Regions from separate parts of the Mus musculus genome. Here regions 1 and 2 are each linked to region 3. The links are chromatin contacts, called in public ChIA-PET and capture Hi-C maps. All regions are on one chromosome and are shown on one strand. The core of a region is the stretch at or near the end of the contact, and the rest is flanking DNA. Distances in the headings are between cores, read along the strand shown.

Evidence for each region. ChIA-PET counts read pairs in DNA pulled down with a chosen protein or histone mark. Capture Hi-C pulls out chosen DNA fragments and counts their contacts.
Region 1: a contact with region 3 is called in a capture Hi-C map of embryonic stem cells, with 4 times the contacts expected there. The contact joins two enhancer-like sites. A contact is called at or near these places in 2 of 15 datasets of contacts at CTCF or cohesin (embryonic stem cells and large pre-B cells), 26 of 484 Hi-C or Micro-C datasets (B cells, CD4 T cells, CD8 T cells and 13 more), 3 of 115 datasets of contacts at active chromatin or transcription factors (astrocytes, kidney and large pre-B cells) and 1 of 9 other capture datasets (embryonic stem cells).
Region 2: a contact with region 3 is called in an RNA polymerase II ChIA-PET map of memory CD8 T cells, with 5 read pairs. The contact joins the promoter of Xpr1 here to the enhancer-like site in region 3. A contact is called at or near these places in 4 of 39 promoter capture datasets (the C10 cell line, hippocampal neurons and pre-B cells), 1 of 15 datasets of contacts at CTCF or cohesin (large pre-B cells), 1 of 484 Hi-C or Micro-C datasets (CD4 T cells), 1 of 115 datasets of contacts at active chromatin or transcription factors (memory CD8 T cells) and 1 of 9 other capture datasets (liver).

What each region holds. Positions count from the first base shown.
Region 1 is chr1:155,529,436-155,532,135 of GRCm38.p6, forward strand. No RefSeq gene overlaps it. Among named protein-coding and RNA genes, the nearest start is that of Gm5532, 3.7 kb to the left of the region's middle. Within about 2 kb of position 1,411, at least 34 of the 459 cell types and tissues checked have an H3K27ac peak or open chromatin away from gene starts, as enhancers often do.
Region 2 is chr1:155,416,003-155,418,702 of GRCm38.p6, forward strand. Xpr1 (xenotropic and polytropic retrovirus receptor 1) reads right to left here and starts at 1,442. Exons shown (of 15, transcript NM_011273.2): 1 at 1,164-1,442. The coding sequence starts at 1,232.
Region 3 is chr1:154,793,153-154,795,852 of GRCm38.p6, forward strand. It overlaps a transcript of Cacna1e not described here. Among named protein-coding and RNA genes, the nearest start is that of Gm51649, 7.5 kb to the left of the region's middle. Within about 2 kb of position 1,414, at least 46 of the 459 cell types and tissues checked have an H3K27ac peak or open chromatin away from gene starts, as enhancers often do. A contact at or near this core is called in memory CD8 T cells, where this site is marked.

The sequences.
Region 1 (2,700 bases), core at 161-2,660, 740 kb after region 3:
TAGCACATTTTAATTAGTCCGTACCCGGCATGTTTGTAAAGCCAACCACACTGTCCACGGTGGCTCTATGGCCTGCTCTTCCTCCCTGGGACAGGAGGATCCTCAGGTCCCCAGCCTCAGATGCAGATAGGGTGCAGATTAACAACAGCACAAAAGTACTCTGGCTCCAGATGGGACAGACTCTAAGGTGTTCCAAATATTTCTGTGCCCCGGGCTGCAACGACTCTCCCGGAGGGGCAGCCCAAACACTCACCGAGTAACTCACCGAGTCGCGGCCCAGCCACTGCGGCAAGTGCAGCTACTGCCTCAGATTTGGCTCCGTTTTAGGGCAGTGCCCTTACACACAGGCTTCCTATGCCGGAGTCCAGACCCCTGTTCTTCTCAGGCCCAGATCACGTCAGGTGGCAACACTGGGTCTCCACACTGGGTTGTGACCCCTTCTGCTGTCACCTCGGGCTATTCCGCCGTACCCCAGTTCCATACCGTACACAAGAGATTCCCTCTACATTCTGCCAGTGGCAAGATTTGAACTACTGCCTCTCATCTTTTCCCGCCTCTTACAGAAGCCCTTCAAGGGCAGAAACCTGTCTGACGCATCTAGAGTTTCTTCGGCCGTCTCCTGCTTGTTCATTTGCGAATGTTTGTTCTTCTCAGCTTTCCTGTCCTCTTTCTACTCTTCCCCCTCCCTAATTCTAATTCTCTAGCTCAACTTCTGTCTATGTTGGAAGGGACCTAAGCATGCATTTGGACAGGGCCCCTAACTTTTCTCTGCCTCAGCCTTCTAGAGCTAGGCAAAACCTGTGACACGCCAGACACTGGGGGACGTGGAAACTATTACATGTATGTTCAGAAAACCAGAAGACAAATACAAATGCCAACAACTTCTCTTTTCAATACTTTTGTGAGTGATTAAACCTTCTTCTTGCCCTCAGATTTTGGAGGCCTGATTGCTGGTGCCCAGAGTCCATGATGGCTTGTGATGGCTGTCTAGTGGCCATGTTTGCTTCCCCGTCCTTCCCAGCCTCCTGCTCTGTTGCTGCCCGACCCAGCCCTCCACAGAGAAGGGCCAGCAGAGCTGGTAGGCTCAGACCAGGCCTTGCTTTCTGTTCCTTTCCCTCAGTAAGCCTACCTCATTTCTTCTCTCCCACTCCAGAGGACCCGGTGTGTGTCTGGTTCATCTCTTCTACCGGATGTGATTGAACTGAGTGCTGCTCACTCTTCTCTGATAAAGATGACTAAAGCTTTGTAGCTCTGTGTTCTGTGTAGTGGCAGGTGCTCCACTGGAGCTATGTGCTGAAATCTCAGCCGTCACTCCTTCCTCTGGGCCCCGCTCAGCCCTTCAACTGTGGGTAGAGACGGTGAAAGCGATTTCAGCAACAGGCTGAGACAATTGTTTTGAACCCAAACAAATTACGCGGGTCACCAGAACATCCATCATTTCTCACTGCCGGGTCCGAATGCCAGTGGAGATGGTCATGCATAATTTATCACGAAATCAATGGGAACCAAAGGGCACAGGAGAATAACGAGAATAACGGGTCTCTGAGGAAGACCTCCTTCTAGCCTGCTTCCAGCCTTTCTCTCTTCCTTTTTCCTTTCTTTCTTTCACTTTCTCTTTGTCCAAGCTTGTTCTAACACAGGCTTGCTTTTTTTTTTCAGCATTACTCGAAGCTGTTCTTCATGATGTCACCCTGCTCAGCATAACCTTCCCGAATACCTTCCCAGACCTTCTTTGCAATCAAGGGCAACTACCAGCTCACTTAGGGCTCTGGCTTTAATTATTAGTTGCTCCCACTGCACCCAGCCTTTCCCCCTCACCCCCCCCCCTTGTCTCATAAGCATGTGGAGGAAGCTTGTTTGCCAGGGAGCCCAGAAATGGCCTCTGCTAACGGTGAGTGCAGCCCCTTCCGAGTCTGCCACGTTTTCTTGTCATCCTACTTTTCGCTCCCGGGCTCCGTTTCCTTTTTTTCTTTTTAGGTCTCATGTTCTTTGTGCTTTTCCTCTAATGATCATTTTACTCTTTATAATTAACCATCGATCTCTTTGTGTCAACCCCTTCAGAGTCCCCCCACTGTTTATCCCTGTCCTGCCTCATAGCAGACACAGGTGCAGTGGAAGGCAAAAGGAACCAGCCCGGCTAATATTTGGATTGGATTTACAGGTTCTACCCCAAGAAGAGCTGCTTTCAGTATATCCTGATGGAGATGTTCTCTGATGAACCCCGGGAGTGAGCCAGACAGAGGCAGCAGAACATGTGGGACGAAGATGACTACTGTCCCAAGGGTGGGACACACGACACAAACTGAATAGCTTTGAACAACAGAAACTGCCTCACAGTCCTGGCAGTTAGAACTCCAGAATCAAGGTGGAGGTGGAGCTGAGACACCTTATAACCAACAGAAGGAAATCGTCCATTGCTTCTTCCAGCCACTGCTGTTTTGACAACATTTGTTAGCATTCCCTAGCTTGCTATCCCAAAGGCCGATGGATGGTCACCTGCTTTTTTCTCTATATGTCGCCTGGCCATACTTGGATTAGAGTCGCTCTAATCCAGAATAACTTCACTTTAACATCTTCAACGGCACTACTTCCTACCAAGGCCGCATTCTGAAGTACTAGGATTTTTACTTATCTTTTTTTTTTTGAAGAGATGCAGTTCAGCTCACAACAAGGAATGTGTCCATTCTGAGGACAGCCCAA
Region 2 (2,700 bases), core at 192-2,691, 620 kb after region 3:
ATGTGTGTGCATGTTCCTATTGATTTTATACTCTTTGTTCCTGCTCATACCATAGATGTGAATTCCTGGAGGTTACAGACCCGCTGTCTTTTCTCTCTCCAGGAGCTGAACTACTAGCTTCTGAGAATAACCTATTGCAAGCTTCAAATAAATAAATAAATAAATAAATAAATAAATAAATAAATAAATAAATAAATAAATAAATGCCTTTCAGGTATCCTACCTTTTAAGTATATGAGTGGTTTGCACTGTCTTTACTTTTCCCAATATTGATGCAAGGTTCCTTAAAACATGTATTTAAAAACCCTCCAAAAGCCTTGCAAGAGGAAGAAACTGAAAGGAGGAACATGTCTCGTGCAATACACAAGTAAGGTACTGTATTCACAATACAGTGATTTTTCTCCCTACCAAAAACTTAGCAGAAAACCTGAAATTTTAAATAATTCTCTTCCCTCCTTTCTCTTCCCTCCATTCCAAAACCAGAGAAGAGTGAAAAGCCAAAGATGTGATTATTCTGTATAGTTCGTGCAGTCAGTACAAAGACAGAGACAACCGTCTCCTTATCAAAACAGAACTATTGGCTCAATGCTTTTGAAAACTATAACCACTGCATTAGGCGATACACATTTCACCAAGTTTCAATCCTGTTACAAAGCCTTTGTCAACAGTGAGCAAGTGGAGGTAAGCCGACGGGGCTGGGTGGACTGAAGGCAATCGCTGGAGGGGTTTATCTTGCAAGAGCTCGATTCTCTGGCGAGAGGTGAGCAGCGAGAAGCACCTAACCTTGGCAGAGGGGGTGATCTCTGGCGGTGGGGACCGGAGGTCAGGGTGAGTGGGGAGGGGGTGGCGCCGAACCGCCGCGACCCCGGGCCGCCGTCGCACCTGCGGCTTGGCCTCCCACCACCATTCCCCAGCCCCAGCCCGGCAGTGCCCTTCCTCTCGCCGCCGCCTGCATATCCGTTACCCCGGCGGCAGAGGGCTGCGGGGGAGGGGAAGGACGGCCTGGCCGCCGGGGGCCAGCAGCGCCGGGGATGCCGCAGTGGCTCCCCGCGGCGGTGGGTCAAAGTCCGCCCGGGCCGGGGAGCTCAAGGCAGCGGCGGAGGTCGCAGCTAGGGAGATGACAGCCCCTCCGAGCCCGCCCCAACCACAGCAGCCCCAGGTACCTCATACTGGATGTACTGCTTCCTCCACTCGGGAGTGATGTGCGCGGAGAGGTGCTCGGCGAACTTCATCCTGCCGCGTCCCCCTCACTCCCACCCGGCTCTGGCAGCTACAGGCGGCGGCGGCGGCAACAGCGACTCCGACTCCTCCCCACATGGGCCCCGGCGCTGCGCGAAGCTGCGCTTCTCTCCTCCTCCGCCGCCGCCGAGGTCTCCTCAGAGCCGCCCTCCCGCCATCTTCCTCCTCCTCTCCATAGCCCCGCCCCGCCCCGCCCTCTAGACGTCATCGCCATGGTAACCGCCTACGCCGCTCCGACGGAGGGGGCGGGGTGGGGCGTGGCCTCAGGGGCTTTCCTTCTTGCTCCGCCCCTTTGGGCCGGACGTGGGAAGGCACCTCCCCTGACCTCTTCCGCCTGCCTCCAGTCTGCCTACAGCTGCTTTCTACACTCTGCCTGGGAAAAACAACAATGTTGCTACTGCAATTAATATTGGTACTGGAGCAACAATAATCCACACAAGACGCTGATATTTGCAGAGAACTGTGCAAATATTATTTCCATTTTAATATTGATTCTTCATAAAACCCTTAAAGATAAATCAGCAGTGGTCCAAATTGAGTAGTTGAAACAGTTAAGAGCCAATTGTATTTAAGGGAACTGTATTTGCATGCTGTAGATGCTCAATAAATGCTTGCTTTCAATTTAAAATGTCAGTGCCAGAAAGTTTGTGCTGCTTCTGTATCTCAATGTAATTGTCTAATTAGTCCTAGTGCTACCAGAAAGGCCAAAACATCTAGATACAAACCAGGATTGACACTTTGTGATACAGCTGACTGGGAGTGGGGGGCAAACTTGAGAGGGAAAACAATGCTGAGAAGAAAGAGAATCCTCTCCTCACCCAGTCCCTGTGTGACAGTCCTGTATCCAGGCTGACCTCTGGAAAGATACCACAGAGGCAGCAAAGTACCATATTCCATGTGAGAGTGACTGCCCTGAAGGACTTATCTGAGGGAAAAGCCCAGGTCTCACCTTGGATGGTGGAGCCCTGGATAACATAGTAGCTGACTCTCTTTTTAAGTGTGTCTATTCTTGTCCCTGTACCAAGCACTGTTCTAAACTCCTTACATGTAACTTTATCCTCTTTAACTCTTACAACTTTGATGAGACTCAAAGGTTTGCTAAGGAAGTATTGTACCTGTGACAATATAGATCCCTGTTGACTTCCCAACACACACACACACACACACACACACACACATACTTCAAAACGCCATATGTTTTTCCTCCTTCCCTTCCTCTAAATTCCCCTTTCTAATAAGGTTTTATGAATGTTTCTTCAAGAGAAAGAGAGGGTATGAGGCTTGCTCAGAAAAAGCACATCTTTCTGGCAAATGTTTGAACAGAAGCCTCAGCCTCTGGTGAAAGAATCGTCAGGGGGCTGGAGAGATGGCTCCGAAGAGCGACCTAAGTTTCATTCCCAGAATCCATGTCAAGCAGCAAGCAGCTCATAACCACCTCTAACTCCAACTCTGGGGATGTTT
Region 3 (2,700 bases), core at 164-2,663:
TAAATTAAAAACCTGAGCTTCATCCTGTAAGGTGATGTCTCTCAGGGGTTTTATCACAATGGCACAAGATGACAGAATAGCAAGGACAGGTTTGTCCAACTGACACAAGAGTAAATAAACTCACATTCAGAAGAAGAGTGCCAGGTACCTAGTAACAACCACGAGCGTCCCTTTATTTACTTATTTACTTATTTATTTTGTTATCAGCAACCTTATTATTTCACTGATGAAAAAGTTGTAATTGTGATACATTTAATATTAAATTTACAACAGCGGAGGTTATGCATATACACATACACACACAAACACGTACATATGTATACACATACACAAGTACATACACATACATACACAGAGACACACAAACACACACATACACATATAAACACACATATATACACACAAACATACACATGCACACATAAAAACACACATATACACACAAACACATATACCTGTCCTTGAACAGAAATAAAATGTGTCTTGGAGCCAGGAGCTCATGGCAGAGCAGATAAAGGTGAGCAGATACATTTTTAAAAGGAGAGCCAAGGGGGACTGGCAAGAGCCAGGTGTTGGTGTGAAAAAGGAAGTGGCTTCAACATCTCTGGCCATAGTACCCAACAGGTCATAGGTACCATAGTCCCTAACTGGTCATAGGTACCACAGTCCCCAACAGGTCATAGGTGCCACAATACCCAACAGGTCATAGGTACCACAGTCCCTAACTGGTCTTAGGTACCACAGTACCCAACAGGTCACAGGTACCACAATATCCAACAGGTCATAGGTATAACAGTCCCTAACTGGTCATAGGTACCATAGTCCCCAACAGGTCATAGGTGCCATAGTCCCTAACAGGTCATAGGTACCACAGTACCCAACAGGTCATAGGTGCCACAATACCCAACAGGTCATAGGTACCACAGTCCCTAACTGGTCTTAGGTACCACAGTACCCAACAGGTCATAGGTGCCATAGTCCCTAACAGGTCATAGGTACCACAGTACCCAACAGGTCATAGGTGCCACAATACCCAACAGGTCATAGGTACCACAGTCCCCAACAGGTCACAGGTGCCTGTATCAGAGTACCCAACAGATCATAGGTACCATTTACTGAGAAAAGGAAAGCAGCAGGAAAGGTTGACCTGAGAGAAAAACACTTTTTTTGTGTGTTAGAAGTGTTAAGCTAAAGATGCCTAAGGACACACAATTGAAGGCGCTAAGAGGTGAGTAGGGTGTGTCTAAAATTAAGGGAAAATGCCATGGAGATACAAAGGTGTGAGTTACCAACATGTGATGGCATCTCGCTGGCTGGAGTTGAGTGAGAGCGCTAGGAAATAAACAGTGCTGGGAAGAGAACAGACGCTAGAGAGCTACTGCTCAGGGAAAGGGGAAGGGAACCAGGAAGAGAGGTGGTGGGCAGCAGCGAGGAAGTGGAGAATCATTGTGGTTTCACAACAACCATCGGGGGTGGGGCAGGAAGAGGCAGCAGTAAAATATTACGGCCACCACGCCTGCTGCTAGACATCCCTCAAAATGGGCACAGAAGACCATCTATCAAATTGTCAATGGGGGAACCAAGGTAACCCAGGAACAGGATGAAGGTCACGTTGAAATGACTTCAAAAGGAACTAGTGAGAACACGCATGGGAAACAGGAAGTAGACAAGAGGACTCGACTTCCTCTACCCAGGCATGAGACTCCCCCAAGAATCTTGAGGAACAGTCAGGCCCCAGTAACAGAAGGAAAAAGCTGGTTCTGGGGCAGATGCAGAGGTGAGCTGTAGAAGGGAGTCACACATGCCCCTCTGGTGACTGCTGTTTTCCCAGTGAAGAAGGAAGGCAGCTCCAGGCATGAGCTCGGGTGGGCTGAAGGAGATGGTGGGGTTTGAGAACGAAATGTTACCCCCAAGAGTGCGATAATGAATATGGAAGTACAATGTAATAAGACGTTTGCCGGGAGTGGTGGCATATACCTTTAATCCCAGCACTCAGGAGGCAGAGGCAGGCGGATTTCTGAGTTCGAGGCCAGCCTGGTCTACAAAGTGAGCTCCAGGACAGCCAAGGCTATACAGAGAAACACTGTCTCGAAAAGAAAAAAAAAAGACTTCTGAGCAAATTGAAAGAGTGACTTGAGGCGGTAGTTGTGTTTCTGACCACAGTCAGTATGGCTGGTAGGGGTTTTCATAGAAATGTTCAGATATGTGAGCGCATGTGGACATGCCAAGTAGGATAAAGGCGGAGTTGGAGATCTGGGAGACCAGCCTGTTGAAGCAACAAAGGAGCAACACAGTGGAGGCCGAATCCTAGGGAGGGATCGTGGTGATGGTGACGCTTCAGTGAACACGGACCAACCCTAACCAGCTAGACTAGACACCAACGTGGGAAGCATCAAGCATCCTCTACCTTGGCTAACCCCTGATTCATGAGGGTAGCAAAAAAGTTTTGATGCAGATGCAGTGAGACTGTGGTAGTTCAAATATGCTTGGCCTCATGGGAAATGGCTCTGTCAGGAGGTGTGGCCTTGTTGGAGTGGGTGTGGCCTTGTTGGAGGAAGTGAGCCACTGTATAGGTGGGCTTTCAAGGAGCCTAGTGCTCAAGCTCCACCCAATGTGGAAAAGAGCTTCCTCCTGGCTGACTTCAGTTCAAGATGAAAAACTCTTGGCTCCTCGAGCACCAAGTCAGCCTGTATGCTGCCA